2 separate regions of the Sus scrofa genome follow, and region 1 is linked to region 2. A link is a contact called in public promoter capture Hi-C data. All regions are on one chromosome and are shown on one strand. The core of a region is the stretch at or near the end of the contact, and the rest is flanking DNA. Distances in the headings are between cores, read along the strand shown.

Region 1 (4,638 bases), core at 850-3,349, 270 kb before region 2:
TTTTCCTCAAATAATAGCATTACACACGCTAACTTTACACTTTTTGTTACAGTTACATGATATACACAAGTCATTGCACCCAGGAGTCATTTTAATAATCTGGTCCATCATACGCTCCAAATATTTTTACATTATGTGCAATTTTAAATAAATCTGACAGAAGGAACGGCAGAAACACTCCACACACCAAAAAAGTCCCTCTGATTCGATCATAGATACATATGCGATACAACAGGACTGAAATCACATGTTCAAAGTTCTAGCAGCAACACGCCCCCTTCCTGGACTCCCCTTCCACACCCAGCTACCCCGGATCACACATTTCACACGCTAAACACCATTCGAACCAAGGCCGAAAGCAAAGGGCTCACAGACTGACTGCCGAGCCGCGTTTACTTACGCCTGAAAAAAGAAATTTAAGGCCAGCGCTGGGTCATACCGGCTCCTTCTATTCCAAGTCTAAGATACTCAGAAAGTAGGACAGGAAGACAAGCCCCCCCATTCCATCAGACACCTACCGCTATGGACCCAGAAGATGTGGCAACAAACACTTTGATAACCATTTTGAGAGTCTGGAAAGAGGGCTCCCCCCAACACACCCCTGCTAGGGGACGCGGCGCTAGACAAATCCTGACAGTGACACAGACAAATGCCAGGTGGGGGCTGGCGGGGGCCCAGGGCTGTCTGAGCTCCTGCCTCTCCCAGGAGAGGCCCAGGCATCTCGGGCTCTCCCCTCCATTGGCTCGGGAATATTTGGGGATCTGTCAGGAAAATAGTTGATTGGTTGGTAAAAGCAGCCACTGGACGCTTTCCCTTATCACTTTAACAGCCCGACAACAGTCCCTAAAAGGCAAGGCTGCGCTCTGCACCAATCAGAGACCGGCGGGGAGGTGTCTCGGACCGGAGGGAGGTGGGGCCCGGGTACCGGAGGAGGAGGAGGAGGGAGGAGGAGGGAAGGGCTCTCGGGAGCCGGAAAAGCCCAGAAAACACCGGCTCGGTCCCGGAGGAGGCTTTGTTTACAGGGCTTCTGCCAAACGAACCGGAAGGGTCAGAACAGGCACCGAAGCCTTTAAACAAATACAGAGCGCGTTCCTTCCTTTTAATTTTTCTGACACATCTGTTTACAAATCAAATGAATCGTCATACAATAGATTCCGTTAAGAGTGGCCTGTGGCCAGTTTTCTCCCTTTGCCACCTGTTCCTTTTAAAGAACCGGAGCTGACAAGCCGAGGGACCGTGTAAGGTTTCACTGACATCCCAGACCCGGCAGGGAGGTGGCGGCTGGCTTGTCAGCACCCATGACTTCAACAAACAAATTGTCTCCGCTGTTTCAGAGACCTTGGGGCGGGGTGTGGGGGGGGAGATTAATGGTCTGTTGGTAGCAGGCTCCCTCATCTTATTTGTATAGATGTTTGAATTGTGTTCAAAGTTAGATTTTGCTGTTGTTGTTAAAAATCTAGTAAGACGCCCAAAAGCTAGCCACCCAACTCTTCGATGGGTTCCAAAACCAAGATCAAGGGTGTTAGGGGCAAACGAAGGGAGGATATTTAGTCCTCTTTAGAGAAATGAGTCTCTTTTTTAAGTCCCTTGCTGCTCAAGGAGGAGGTGGCTATGGCAACCTGGAAGAACGCATTCTAACTAGGAGTGACCCCTAAAATTAATCTACAAGGACATTCAACAGGGCGTTGATACAATGGGAGGAGGAGGAAGAGGAGAAGAGAAATAGTGCTAAGCTTCGTTAATGATGCCAATGTATCACTAAAAATTCTTACGCAATCACTTTTTAGCACTTGTAATTCCATGATCTTGGTGATTTTTACATCTTCTTGTACTTTCCTGTACATTGTCAATTTTCTACACCAAGCATGCATTGCTTCATTGTCATGGTTTTCTCCTTTCACCCAAGAAATCTATCTTTACACAGAGAGGTTAACAGGAGCGCTCAGCTCTCCATCCACGCCCCTCCCAAGCTAGGAACCAGACACGCGCAACGGACTCGGATTCAAAACACCCGGTGCAAGGGCGAGGGCTAACCGGCGCGCGAAAGAACCGCGGGATCTCCGAGCCTACGGGGACGTCGCGGGGCCGGCTCTCTCACCCCGGCGCGGCCAGGGCGCCACCGAGGTCCCGGGCCCTGAGGAGGTGCAACCTGAGGCTCCTTTGCAAACGCCTACGCCGCCAGCTCACTTCTCTCTCAAGGAGGAATCACGTGGAGCAGGACTCTCCCCCGCCCTAGACCGCCGGAGCCACGCACCACCAGACGGGGTCCCAGTGCGCGTGCGCGCAGACTCGCGGCTCCGCCCCTCCCGGCAGGTCCCAGAAGGCCCAGCGTGCCAGTTTCCAGGGCAACGCGTCAGCGCCGGGAGGCCGCTGGGTTAGCGCTGCAGCCGGAGCCGCGCGCAACAGGTAACCGCCGCCGCGCCCTGCAGCCCGAGGCCTCCGCCCAGCCCCAGCCGAGCCTCCTGCTAAACTTTCCGAACCTTAACTTACAGTGTCGCCTGGTCACTCAGCTGTAGCCCCTGCCCAGCTCGGGCCTCGCTGCCTGGCTGTACTCGAGTTGGTAATGTAGCCAGGTCGTCAGGCCGCTTCCTCCTGCAAAGTGCAGCCTGAAGAGCCACTGTCGGCGTCCTTCTTCCCTGCTCGGCCAGTGACCGAGCCCACGCAGCACACAAGCCCACGCTGGCCCCGGGACCCCGACCCGCCCGCACGCGGTCTGGCTGCTGGAGGAACTGGGGCAGGGCCCGGCTGGGAGCCGGCGCGGGTGCGGCCAGGGGAGCGGCCAGGCTCCAGTCACCCCACCCGACCCTGTACCCCGGTCACGCTGGGGTCGATGTCACCCGCCCACCCGACTCTCAGGCTTTCGCCGTCATGTATCTCTTATATATGAATCTGATAACTTCACTTTTGCTCCTACCAGCTTTCTTTTGCCGTGTTTTCTTTTTTTCTTCTCCCCTTAGCGCTGACACGCCCCAATCACCAAACCGGAGGAAATCTGAATCCTTTGTTTGTTCTGTGTTTGTCCCTCACCTACTCACCTCGACCTTGGAACTATGTCCACGGTTTCCCCGGGGTGCTTTAACATTTCCTTGCCACAGGTGTGCCATCCGGTGACTTTTTGCAGACTAGTTTTTCACTGCCAAACACGACCTTGAACCTTTTTCTTTTCTAATCTGTTCTCCCTTTCTAGTTAAATTTGTCGAGTCTCGTGGGCTCAAAGCGCAGTGAACCTCTCTTGTCTGTCTCCATCCCTGACCCTCCTCTGACCGTGAGACCAGTGTCTGCCTGCCCATATCTCTACTTAGATGTCTAAGGCATCTCCAGCACAGCAAGTCCAGAACGTTGCCTTACACCTGTTCCTCCCTTGCTGTTACCCACCCCAGTAACTGGAAACCATTCTCCTAGCCGTCTGGCCCTTGGTGTCTTTCTTGACTCCCATTCTGTCCCTTCTCGTGTCAGTCTGTCAAGACATCCTTCACAAAGTACCCACACACCAGTCATTTCTCCCAGCCCCACTATCACCACCCTGGCCCAGGCCTGGATAATTTCTGCAGCCTCCTAATTGCCTCGAGTGTAGACAGTGTACTCTTTTCCCGTTCTCTGTTCTTTCATGTGACTAAGGTTTTTTTAAAAGGATATGAATTTTAAATTTTCCATAGGTAAACTAGCACCGTTTTTAGTATGTATTTCGAGAATTGTGACTTTATTTTTTTTTATTTTATTTTGCTTTTTAGGGCCACACCTGCAGCATATGGAGGTTCCCGGACCAGGAGTCAAATTGGAGCCACAGCTGTCGGCCTCTGCTGCAGCCACAGCAACACAGGATCTGAGCCGCATCTGCGACCTACACCACAGCTCACGGCAATGCCAGATCCTTAACCCACTGAGCAAGGCCAGGGATCAAACCCACAACCTCATGGTTCCTAGTCAGATTCATTTCCACCGCACCACAACGGGAACTCCAAGAATTGTGACTTTTAAGCCAAGTGGACAGAGCTACATAAGCACCCTACAATTAAGCTAAAAAGTGAAAGATGCCCTTTAGCTTTCCAAGGTATATGACAGTGACTCTGGATAGAACTATGGCTAGAACTTTAAAACTGACTTTACGGAAGAATAAAAGAATCCACAGACTTCTTCCAAGTGAGGAAAAAAAGTCACATAGTCATTTACCTTCTGTTTGTTCTGTACTCTCTTTTTTGGCTTTTTAGAGAAGCACCCAAAGAGGTAAGTTGAAATGGAGACAAATGAGCATCACTGTGCTGATGACTTTGACAATAAGGACCTGGGCGCTGATGCTCCAGTCACAGTGATGCAGCAACAGAGAAGACGGTCCCTGCCCTTGGGGAGTTCATCCCCCTCCCCCCCCCCCGCCCCGGGACACCTGTCCCCTTGCCACCCGCAAAGCCCCAGCCTCTGTTTTCTCTTTTTCCCTTGAATGAAACCCCGACTGACCGAAGTTACAGTAGGGCAGCTGCAGTTGGCAGAGGGACTAATGGGGCGTCCTGCTCGCCCGCCTCCACCTGTGCTGTCCCTTCATAGCGACTTCTAAAGCCACCTCCTAGGACTCTCCATTCTCTTGCCTGTGTAATCACCTCTTCCTCCTAGACTGCTCGTTCTGTTGGCTTTTAAACATGCTCA
Region 2 (4,275 bases), core at 1,427-3,926:
CTGACGTAGTGTGTCGGTGATAGACAATTAGAGGAAATCCATTACTGTCTTATTTTGTTGATAATATTGGAATTCAGACTGAATGATGACCACCTGACTGGCTAATTCAGGGAATATATATTTTTCTATGAAAGCTATGAATGTGACTATCACAACCTTTTCTCATTTTTACCTTCACGTAGCAGCATTTACAGAGATGCCAAAATGTGCCTCATTATGAGGCAGGTATACGTTTTCATCAGTCAGAAAACACAAAGTCTAGACTAAGATCAAAACGGTCGTATTTTTAGATGATACAGTCACACCCTCTTAAGTTTCTCGACAGCACCTTAAAAGAGCTTTATGAATACTTTTGAGCAAATTAATCACAGTCTCATCACAACAATGGCAGCGTGTCTGGACTCTCTCACTGTGGCCTTCACGAGCTTTAGGAAATCTGGTCTTGCTACTATAAAGAACTTCTTCGCAACGAGGTTTAATTTGTTGTTAATAGGTATTTGTTGAAATTAAAGTCACCACACTTAAGTGAACGCACTGTCAAATATTTTTAATTCAGTAACATGCTATTGGAAAAAATGATTGTTAGAAACAAGTTGTTTTTCCATTTAAAAATATCTGTGAATATTAATATATGATTTGCATGTGTAAATCTGAAAAATTAAAATATAGAAACTTAAGGTTTCTATTCCTTTTTCATTAAAAGACTAATGTAATGCATATTTTTTGGTTATACAGATCAAACAAGTGTCTTGATTACTTGAGAAATTTGTTTGTGGTTGCATGTCTGCTTAAAAAAAGGCTTTTTGTTGTCATTTTCTTTTTCTTAGCCTAAGCCAGAATATTTCTAACCTGCGGAGTCTGTGTTCTTTGCTCTGTTTATAGTATATTTTCATCTGAAATACAGATACCAGTAACTTGTTACTAGTACAGGTGAGAAAGGGAAGAATTCCTAATAAACTGCTAATATTCTTAGGTGCATGGGGTTTGATTTTTGATCTTTAATGAAATGTTTAAACTTATTTCCAGTCCCATATTTACACTTAATTTCATAGAAATTTCTTACTGGGTATGTTATGTCCTCAACAAATGCCATAAAATGAAAATGTTAAAATCTCAGTTAAGACTATTTTATGCAAAATTTTTTGACAGTTTCAGTGACATGAAGAATTCATTTCAAAATTGTAACTCTGCTTTCCCAGTGGTTGGGTATTTAATTTGAACATAGACTTGCCCTATTTAAAGTGCTTGGCCTAAATTGACTGTAACTGCATGAAATAAGCATTTGTTTAAAATTTAACATCCTTGCAAAACTCTCTGAAATGTATGCAGAATTTTAATCATGGTTAAATGTGCTGTCATTATTCTAGTTATCATTTTTGTCAGCTTTCCAGAAATGATTACTTCGTAATGTAACGAAATCCAGTTGAGGCTAAAAAGGAAGTTATTTTATTCCACAAAAGGACTAAGACAAAGTAATACCCAAACTTTTATTCTGCAATTCATTCTATAAAGTCAAATAACCCAGGAGTGTTAATGCAGTTTTAAAATATTGCACAGATAATCTTGCATATTCTAGCTCACTGACTATACCCAAAATTTCCTATTCCTACTAGATAGCAGTTTGGTCTTACTATTTATACTTAGGTGTTCAAATCTTGCCTCACAACTGAAAATACTATTTTGCAGTAAGGTGTAAATCGCTAACCACTGGCTTTATGTAAATGCTTTTGTTGATCATTGTTTCTCCACATCTTAAAAAGAGATGTTTCTAAGCAACATACTTCTGATATTTTTTCATCTCGAGGCTGCCCTCACCCCAAATTAGTACTTAACTTTGTGACTCTTTACTGGCAAGTTTCCAGAATGTAAGCAATGCCCTCTAGTTTCAGCACTAGATAAATGGTGTTTTTTTTTGTTGTTGTTGCAATATTGTATTTTTTCATTTTCATTTAAACTGTGGTACAGTGTCCCTTTTTTTCTTCTGCTTGGACTAGTGCTCCGTGAACTGTTTTCCAGCAAAATTGAGAGAAGAGAACCAGTTCAAAAATAATTACATATCTTGCTTATTAATGAAAGGCTATTTAAAGCGAAAACAAATTTTGTATGAAATAGCCAAGTTTTAGAAATGAAGCAACTATTTTTGCATTCTCATGAAATCTTTTAGATTAGCTCGACAATCATCGGCTTTTGAAATGTGAATTCCTACTGCCAGAGTAAAGGCTCATTTTTACAACACTACGAAGCACTGTATTTCTTCCTGCCCTTCCACCCATCCTCTGTCCGCTGTCCCAAGGAGGCGCCAGGCCAGGGGCCGGCACCTACCTGGGGACAGTCAAGGTTTGAAGCCGGGCGCTTAATAAACCACAGCGCATCCCGTCACTCCTAAGCGAGAAGAAACCGCAGAGCTGCGCAAGGAAAGGCGGTCCGGCTGGCCCGGGTCCCCGGCGCGCTGCCGACTAGGGCGGGGGCGGCCGAGCCCCTCCTCTTCCGCGTGGGTTACCTGCAGGGACAGCGGCCCCGCCCCCCGGCTCGCCTGGCCTTTCTAGCCCGCAGTCGTCCGGTCTCTTGGTGGCTCCGGTTTCCGGGGGCGCGAGCCCCAGGTGGGCCAGGGGGCGTGCCCGCAGCCAGGGGCGGGGCGTGGGCGTGGCCCGCGCAGCGCGCATGCGCGGGGCGCATGCGCTGCCTTGTGGCGCCGCAAGCCGGCCGGGAGGGAGATCATGGCGGCCACGTTCTTCGGCGAGGTGGTGAAGGCGCCTTGCCGAGCCGGGACGGAGGATGAGGAGGAGGAAGAAGAGGGGAGGAGGGAGACGCCCGAGGACAGGGAGGTCCGGCGACAGCTGGCACGAAAGAGGTGAGGTGCTGGGCGCGCCGTCGCAGACGCGGGCCGGGCGGGCGCAGGAGCCGGGGCGGCGCGCAGGCCGCAGGTTGCGGCGGGTCCCGGCGGGTCCGGCCGCGCCAGCTGCGGGTGGGCCTGCGGCGGGCTCTCGCGTTCTTTAAAGGCCTCCTTTAGCAGTGATGCGGCGCGTTTCCTGCGGGCTTGTTAGGTTTTCCAGGGTTGCAGGGCAGTCTTCGTGCCCCAGGAGTGTCGTGTGTTTAGTCCACGGACCTAAGACAACTCTTATTAAAAAATTTATCATCTGCTCCACTCCAGTTAGGTAGCAGGATGTGTCAGTACCAGATGGCTCTGTCTTTTTAAAGAAAGTATTATTTCCAAATACACAGTCATTGGAGAGAATAGTAAAACGCTATTTTACGCCCATCCAATCCCATAAGATTGTGCCACAGTTACTTTCTGTCTCACTAGCCCCAGGTGAGTCCCAGTCACCATGGCCTTTCACCTCTGCATTTTACAGAATGCTTCTCCAACGAGCTAGACATCGTACAGATGCTGTCATCATCCGTAATACTTAACAATACTTTTGATTACTATTTAGTAGCCAGTCCACGATCAGGTTTATCCAGTTGTCTTAGATGTGACATTTTACAGTGTTTCTGTAAATCAGAACCCTGACGCAGCCCACACCTTACATTTGGACGTGTTGTCTCTTGAATTTCCTTTCATGTTAGAGCACCTGCCTTCCTTTTTCACGGTTGCTGAGAGGCTGGTTGTCCTCTAGGATGTCTCACGCTCTAGGTTTGTCTCATTGCTTCTTCTTGGTGTCCTTTGTGCAGATGGGTGTATACCCGCTTTGCCTGTTAAGGAAAGTTCTTTCTAGAGGCTTGGTCAATGCTTTGCTGGCGCGAATGCCTCGGAAGTGGTTTTTGCGGTGTCTTACTTCACGCTGTACCCAGTTATCCCACTTTTAGGGATGCTGAGATGGGTTGATCAGCGGGTCACCTGGACAGCCTGATCTGTCTCATACAGTTAGTTCTCTGTGAATGGTTTTACCTATTAATTATTGTTGCACGAATCCACTGTTTCCTTAGGATTGTAATTATTTTCTTTATAAAGTTAAAGTTTGCATTTTTCTTAACACAAAATCATATTTGTTCCCTTTATGTCACACTCTGATACTGAGTATATTTAAATGGCTTTAGTTGTCTCTCTTGTTCCTTGTGTTAGGGAGGTTCGGCTCCTTCGAAGACAGACAAAAACATCTTTGGACGTTTCTCTGCTAGAAAAATATCCTTGCTCCAAGTTCATAATCGCTATAGGAAATAATGCAGTAGGTAAGTGGAGATGCTACATTGTTTTGTTGAAAGAGCAAAGTCTGACATTATGTCTCTCCAGCATAAAAAGTTTCAGATGTCTGTTACTTTTCTCAAAAAAGTCAT

What was found. Promoter capture Hi-C pulls out the DNA fragments that hold promoters and counts their contacts.
Region 1: a contact with region 2 is called in a promoter capture Hi-C map of fetal liver, with 2.5 times the contacts expected there. The contact joins the promoter of LCA5L here to the promoter of PSMG1 in region 2. A contact is called at or near these places in 1 of 5 promoter capture datasets (fetal liver) and 1 of 47 Hi-C or Micro-C datasets (embryonic fibroblasts).

Annotation. Positions count from the first base shown.
Region 1 is chr13:203,042,660-203,047,297 of Sscrofa11.1, reverse strand. It overlaps LCA5L (lebercilin-like protein), which reads left to right and starts at 2,099. Exons shown (of 9, transcript XM_005670355.3): 1 at 2,099-2,406. SH3BGR (SH3 domain binding glutamate rich protein) reads right to left here and starts at 723. Exons shown (of 8, transcript NM_001244236.1): 1 at 519-723. The coding sequence starts at 563.
Region 2 is chr13:202,774,000-202,778,274 of Sscrofa11.1, reverse strand. PSMG1 (proteasome assembly chaperone 1) reads left to right here and starts at 2,676. Exons shown (of 7, transcript NM_001244457.1): 1 at 2,676-2,851; 2 at 4,064-4,170. The coding sequence starts at 2,718. It overlaps BRWD1 (bromodomain and WD repeat-containing protein 1), which reads left to right. Exons shown (of 42, transcript XM_021070988.1): 42 at 1-2,235.